Linked DNA regions of Gossypium arboreum: region 2 is linked to region 1. A link is a contact called in public Hi-C data. All regions are on one chromosome and are shown on one strand. Each heading gives the region's core, a stretch centred on a gene start, on an enhancer-like site or on the middle of the called end of the contact. The rest is flanking DNA. Distances are from core to core; before and after follow the strand shown. Region 1 holds the start of LOC108464940 (LRR receptor-like serine/threonine-protein kinase GSO1). Region 2 has its middle 80 kb from the start of LOC108464940.

What was found. A called contact is a pair of places that touch in the nucleus more often than the background predicts.
Region 2: a contact with region 1 is called in a Hi-C map of leaf, with 3 times the contacts expected there. The contact joins the enhancer-like site here to the promoter of LOC108464940 in region 1. A contact is called at or near these places in 2 of 5 Hi-C or Micro-C datasets (both in leaf).

Annotation. Positions count from the first base shown.
Region 1 is chr3:72,438,231-72,441,816 of ASM2569848v2, reverse strand. It overlaps LOC108464940 (LRR receptor-like serine/threonine-protein kinase GSO1), which reads left to right and starts at 1,684. Exons shown (of 1, transcript XM_017765221.2): 1 at 1,684-3,586. The coding sequence starts at 2,130.
Region 2 is chr3:72,518,334-72,521,761 of ASM2569848v2, reverse strand. No RefSeq gene overlaps it. Among protein-coding and RNA genes, the nearest start is that of LOC108464940, 80 kb to the right of the region's middle. Within about 2 kb of position 1,926, at least 2 of the 2 cell types and tissues checked have an H3K27ac peak or open chromatin away from gene starts, as enhancers often do. A contact at or near this core is called in leaf, where this site is marked.

The DNA of each region.
Region 1 (3,586 bases), core at 435-2,934:
TTATTTAGAAAAAAATTCTTTCTTGTCGAAACCAACTTTGTCATTGTTGTGGCTCAGTGCCCTGTATTATTTGAATATGATGTGTAGAAGAAAAATACTAATGGTGATTGATTTGAGATAGGGGAGAAGCATTGATTCAATTGCACCTTCCACATTTCACTCAACACCATTTCCCATTGAACAAACCCCACACGTGTGGGTATGTATTATAGTTGCTTACTACATTTTTTTCATGTGGTGCACGGTGAAATTAGAATTGTTGATAAAATGACGAGGATATCTTTATAAAATATACATGTTTAAAGTAGGTTAGGTGGGGCGTATTTTTAACAATTTTTTAATTCTAAATAATCTTGATTATTAAAATTAAAAATAAAATAAAATAAGTTAAATATTTAGTTTGTATAAGATATTATAATTATTTAATTTTATTTTTACCTAATTAATATTCAGTTATACTTAGATATTAAATTTATTAAATTTTATTTTTATTAAATTAATATTTAGATTCTAATTTGTATTTAATTTATTAAATTAAACTAAAAATATTACTAAATCTATTATAAAATATTATAAATTCTACAAAAGGAAAATTAATTTTTTTTTTTGAAAAACTTTGAAGGTGTTAAACACAAATTTATAGATCAAAATAAGGATTTTTAAAACTTCAAAATCTTGAAACAAATTTACAAAGTCTAGGATGCCCGGCCCTGTTACTCCCTAAGTTCGTCTCTGGGTGCAGGTTGGTAAGTGGTAATTTGTTGTCTTGGCCGGGCTCTTTGATGGGACAGAACATGTTTGTTGTCTCTCTCCTTGAAATTGAAATTGAAAAACTAAGCAAAGTGAGGAATCTAAACCTAAAACTGGAAGCACAATCTTTATGAGAAACACACTTCAGTTGGTGAAACACACTTCAGTTGATGAACTTTTCTTGTCCTCTTCCCTTTGTTTCTTCTTCACCAGAATCCTTTTTTATTCATTTCACAATACATTTAGGTGTTAATTGGTCATTACAAGAATCCTTTTGAATATAATTGACGTACTTCTCTTTCCATTTTATATTATAAAATAAAACCTAATCAAGCTTGTCTCTTCTATCTACTGTAAAATTCTTCATGGTTGTTATTTTGTTTTGTTTCTTTCTTGTATTTTTAAGTTGGTATTTGGTGGTTTTGGTGATGACTAATTTCTCAACTTTATACTTGAACCTATGAAGCCTTATGCATCATTCAAAGAATATGATGATTACGATGGCATGTATATCATATCAGTTGGCGGGCCAACTGGTCCATTCAGCTTGCACGCCTATATGCTTTACGCTTGCTTGGACGATTCTAGTTTCAATATCATAAATGGTCTTATACCAATTTAGGTGACAATAGTTGAAGCATTAGAAAGTCAAATCTTGCTTAATCTTTATGGAAGCTTTGTAAAAGCAGAGTTTAAAATTCCTTTTTTCTCTTAATATATGATTTTGTCTTTATTTGCCTAGGTTGGCAATCTCCAATCTAAGTCAGACAACAAGTAGAGGCTAGGGAGGGAAGAGGCCCACACACCTTTTCCTTCTTCAACATACCCATCACTACTCCATCGTATCTCTATCGCATTCTGTATTTTATATGATTACAAATACCAATATCAATATAAATGCAAATACAACTTTACCTGCTTCAAGATTCCATAAATGTTGCATAATGGAGGATATGAGTTGGTACGGTTAATTGAATATTCATTGACATTTTGGCAAGCATTAAAATTTGAGTTCCACTAATAACTCGGCCTAGACTTTTTTCTACCAAAAAAAGGGATGATGCAGTATTAATATAAGGTATTTGTTCAGCTGTTCACACCGATTAAGCAGCCATACTTCAATAACTATTTAAACTCCAGGCTAACTTCCCAACTCTTTTTAAGCCTGTTTGATCTTCTTTATAACTTTAAGCCTGTTTGATCTTCCACTGTCCACTGACATATCCTCGTATTGCTGTTCTTTTTCCCTTTTTAACACCATGATTCAGTTGAACCTTTCTTCTTCTTCTTCTGGTCTTTTCTTTTAAACATGGAATCACGGGGCAACAGTTGCAGTATCTGATGCTTTTGTAATCGAACTTAATTGGTCGCCACTTGAAATGGATAGTACTCAAATATCCCGTTTCAGCCTGTTCATCACATTCTTTAGTTGTATTCTGGCGTTCAGTTTTGGGGACAATTCAAGTTCAACAGATGCTCACTGGCTTTTGAGAATTAAGTCAAAACTAGTTGATCCTGCAGGAGTTCTTGAAAGCTGGTCTCTCAGAGCTCATATATGCAGCTGGAATGGCCTCACATGTTCACATGATGAAGCTTTTGTCATTGCCTTGAACCTATCTGCTTCAACCTTGTCAGGTTCCATTCCCACCGAGTTATGGAACCTTGTTTCTCTTCAAACTCTCGATTTATCCCTCAATCTTATCACAGGTTCAATCCCCCCTGAGATTGGACGACTTCGAAATCTAAGAACACTGCTCCTGTTTGCAAATAATCTCTCTGGTAAAATTCCTACAGAGATAGGCCTTTTGAAGAAGTTGCAAGTTCTTAGAATAGGAGATAACATGTTGGCTGCTCAAATTCCACGAAGTATTGGTAACTTGACTGAGTTAAGAGTTCTGGGTCTAGCGTATTCCCAATTAAATGGAAGTATTCCTGCAGAGATTGGTAACTTGAAGAATCTGGTATTTCTTGATTTGCAGCACAACAGTCTGAGTGGCTTCATTCCAGCAGAGATTCATAACTGTGAAGAACTCCAAAATTTTGCAGCCTCAAACAACATGCTTGATGGGGAAATCCCTGCATCAATTGGGAAGCTTAAATCGCTACAAATTCTGAACTTGGCCAATAACAGCCTTTCAGGATCCATCCCTCCAGAGATAAGTGGCCTATCCAATTTGCAGTACTTGAATTTATTAGGAAATAGGCTGAATGGAGAGATTCCATGGGAGCTCAACCATTTGGTTCAGCTCCAGAAGCTTGACTTATCCAGTAACAACCTATCAGGAACCATAAACCTGCTTAATATCCATTTGCAGAACCTTCAAGTTGTAGTTTTCTCCAACAATGCTTTGACGGGTAGCATTCCAAGTAACTTTTGCCTCAAGAATTCAAATCTGCAACAACTGTTTCTAGCCCAAAATAAGCTCTCCGGAGGATTCCCATTGGGGTTACTGAACTGCTCCTCACTGCAACAACTAGATCTTTCCAACAACAATCTTGAAGGAGAGTTACCACCCACCATTGACAAATTAGAGAATCTCACAGATCTACTGCTCAATAACAATAGCTTCAATGGAAGCCTTCCTCCAGAAATAGGAAACATGAGTAACTTGGAAAATCTTTATCTGTTCGACAACATGATCACTGGTTCAATCCCAGTGGAGATTGGCAAGCTACAGAGTCTGAGCACCATCTACCTCTACGATAACCAGATGTCAGGAAGTATACCAATGGAGTTAACCAACTGTGCAAGCTTAACTGCAATTGATTTCTTTGGGAACCACTTCAGTGGTTCCATTCCTGAAACTATTGGAAAGCTCAAAGATCTGGTTTTGCT
Region 2 (3,428 bases), core at 677-3,176, 80 kb before region 1:
TCATGGATTAATCATGTTTATGAGTATTTGAGTGACTAAATATACTATGTTGTCTGCCATAAAAAATGTATGAGTGAGTGAGCATTTAAGGGTGACAAATGGCTTGGAAAATAGCCTCAAAGTTGTCCACACAGGTAGACACACTGGCGTGTGTTTAGGCCTTGTGTGACACATAGTCTACCCCATGGGCGTGTGATTCTATCGTGTGTCCCCTGCACCCTAATTAGGTGAAACAGAATGCTCAGTAGTAAACACACGGGCATAGACACTACCATATGTCTCAGCCTTGTAGAGGACACGGCCTTAGAACATGGGCATGTGCCCAGGCCGTGTGAAGTCTACACTTAATTTTGGAATTTAATTCGCCACACGGCTTAAGCACAGGGGCTTGTGACTTGGCCGTGTGATCTTATTTTGGTGATGACGTCATAGTCAGAGAGCTACACGGGCTGAGGACATGGGCATGTCCCAAGCTACACGGGTGTGTGTGGCCACACGGCCTACCCACACGGGTGTGTGACTCTCCAAAATAGGAAAATTTTCTAATTTTTTCCAAAGTTTTCTAAAGTCCTCATTTAGTCCCGAACCACACCCGGTATATGTTTTAGGCTTTGTAGACCCATATAATGGACAATTTGCATATGTATGAATGAATTTAATTTGAACAAAATTTTGTGGACTGGTTTTGTACGTTTGCTTATGTTTAAGTCCGGTAATGCCTCGTATCCTATCTCGGCGTCGGACACGGGTAAGGGGTGTTACACGATTCTTAATTTGAAATTTACCGAGTCTAGGGCTAAGGCTTATTATCTTTGATTACAAAATCCGAATTTAATTTCCAATTTAATTTCTAATTTATTTAATCATTTATTTATGTTGTTTCAATTATTTAGTTTCTAAACATTTTCAGAACCACTAGATTTATTTGTTAATTTTTTTTGCAGGTCTGTTTGGAGTCATGGGCACGACCTTTGTCACGACCTTCGACACGACAAACGTTCTGTCCACAAGATAAACACAGAAGTTGATTATAACATCCAATCCCTGTGGACTTAACCCTACTACCACTCTTTACTACTATTTAGAGTTATTTTGTAAGAATTATTTTTAATGATTTCGACGCCCATCATATAGGTTTTTTAGGTTCCTTATTCGTATGGTATTTATATTATTTTTATAGATTCATGTGTTTGGGTAATATTTTTATACGATTTAAAATAATTATTGAATCAATTTGAATTTGAATGTAATTTTATTGGAAGTTAATTATTTAATGGCTCACAATCCAATTTTCATGATTAAAATGTTACAAGATATTAGTAACAATTTTTTTTAATTTAGTAATATTTTAGAACTTCAAAAATTAATTAAATAATTATTATTTATTAAAATTTAATTTAAAAATAGTAACCAAATAAATTATAAAACAAATTGTAAATCCCTAGTGGGAGCGGAGAGTTAAAATTAAAATTATATAAAAGAAGGAATTGAAGCATATATAAAAACACTATGTTCTAAGTTAATTCTTTGAGTTTTAAAATGAGTCCCACTTTTAGAATTATGTTTTTTTAATAAAATAATGCCGGTGGCTTTATTCCACAGAAAAAACAAGTACACCAAACAAAACTAGAAACACAACCACTAAATTAATGTTCCCGTTCCAAGGGACTCCACCGACACGAATCCCTCAAGCCAACAATGTAAAAGACAATGAAGAGACGTTTTAGGCTAGTGAAAAACGGGATAACAAATATCAACAAGAGCCCTCAACTCGAAACTGTAAAAGCCGAACCTCAAGGTGGACCAAAGAGTCGTCTGTCAACAGCAACAATAGTAGTAGCCAACAACCGAGCTTCCTCTACCCAGAACCCATCTTCCAGCCGCAATATACCTTCCTGAGCCACCGCATGTGCAAACCGATTGCTAGATCTTTCAAGGAAAGCAAATCGACACTCCAGAAATGCCCGAGAGAGTCCCTTCGCTTCCCAAATTAAGGCGCTAATTTCAGAGAAATCATTAGACTCAGTTTGCAACTTCTGAACAACTGCCCATGTGTCACTTTCCAACACAACAAACCGGAACCCCAGGTCGACAACAAATCGTAGCCCGTGAAGAACTAAAGCTTTTGCGGCAAAGACCGAAGAGACAACTAAAGTAACCTGACTGCATGCCCCCATAATCATTCTGGATGCGTCCCTTAAAAAAATTCCTGAGCACACTTTCCGCTGTTGAAGGGAAAAACAAGCATCAACATTTACTTTTACAAATGTTGCCGGAGGAGGATTCCATCAGACCAACTTGCTTGGGAATAATTGACCCACATTGGACGCAAGCACATCAAGCTCAGAGCAATACCCGTGAACAAAGCTAACCACATCTCGTACCCCCTGAATAACTCCTTCATGATATAATGTATTCCTAGCATACCACAACGCCCAAAGAATCACTGCAATTTCTAACCTTTTACGCACACGGTGACGATCAAACATCCAAGAGAGCCAGTCTTTAAAGCTCATTCGCACATCATTACAGGGGCATCCATAGTGAAAAGCCAACCAAACATTCCTAGCAAAAGCACAGTGGCGCAGGACATGGCTCACATCCTCATTGGCTACATGACAACGAGGACAGTAGGTATCATTCGCAATTCTCTTATTGTGAACACATAATTTTGTAGGCACAAACTGATTAATGAATTTCCACAAAGCAATTCTAATTTTCGAGGGGTACAAAAGCCCCCAAACCTACTGATAAAGCCATGTATCCATTGGAGATACACTAGCAGGGCCCAAGAGCATTTGGTCCCCACTGCTGACACTTTATACTAAAATAAAATACAAAACATAACTAAAATAGTACTTGTATTCAATCTCATTTAGTGCAAAAACTAGTTTAATTTATTACACTGAATTATAACAGATCAGTAGCCTTGGATTCGTCTCTCTGTACGAGATTATTTGCAACCTGAAATAAGAAATAACTTACGTGAGGACTTACTATATCTCTATTACATATTTCATTACATCTTAGCTTACTGAACACTGTGTATTATTTGGACTATTTCCTTAATTGGCGGGTACTTTACTCTACCATTCCTTATGGTACATTTCATACGTAATCAACTAAGACTTCTTTAAGAGCGTACTACATGCATCACTCATTAAATCCACATCCTCTTATCTATATCGCGTCCTTACTCTTTTCATGTTTGACACATATTTCATTCTGGCCCCTTTTTCCTAACTAACCTTTATCCCTTTTCATTAATATATCCCTTTTCATTAATATAGAGTCCGCTTCATCCTTAACATTCAGAACCTTTTTAATACCATACCATTACTTTTCCTTCAGAGAGTCATTTACTTTGATTTCGCCATAAAGATTTCTTTTAGCAGATGACCACGAAGGCGTGCTCCTTCTTTCAGATA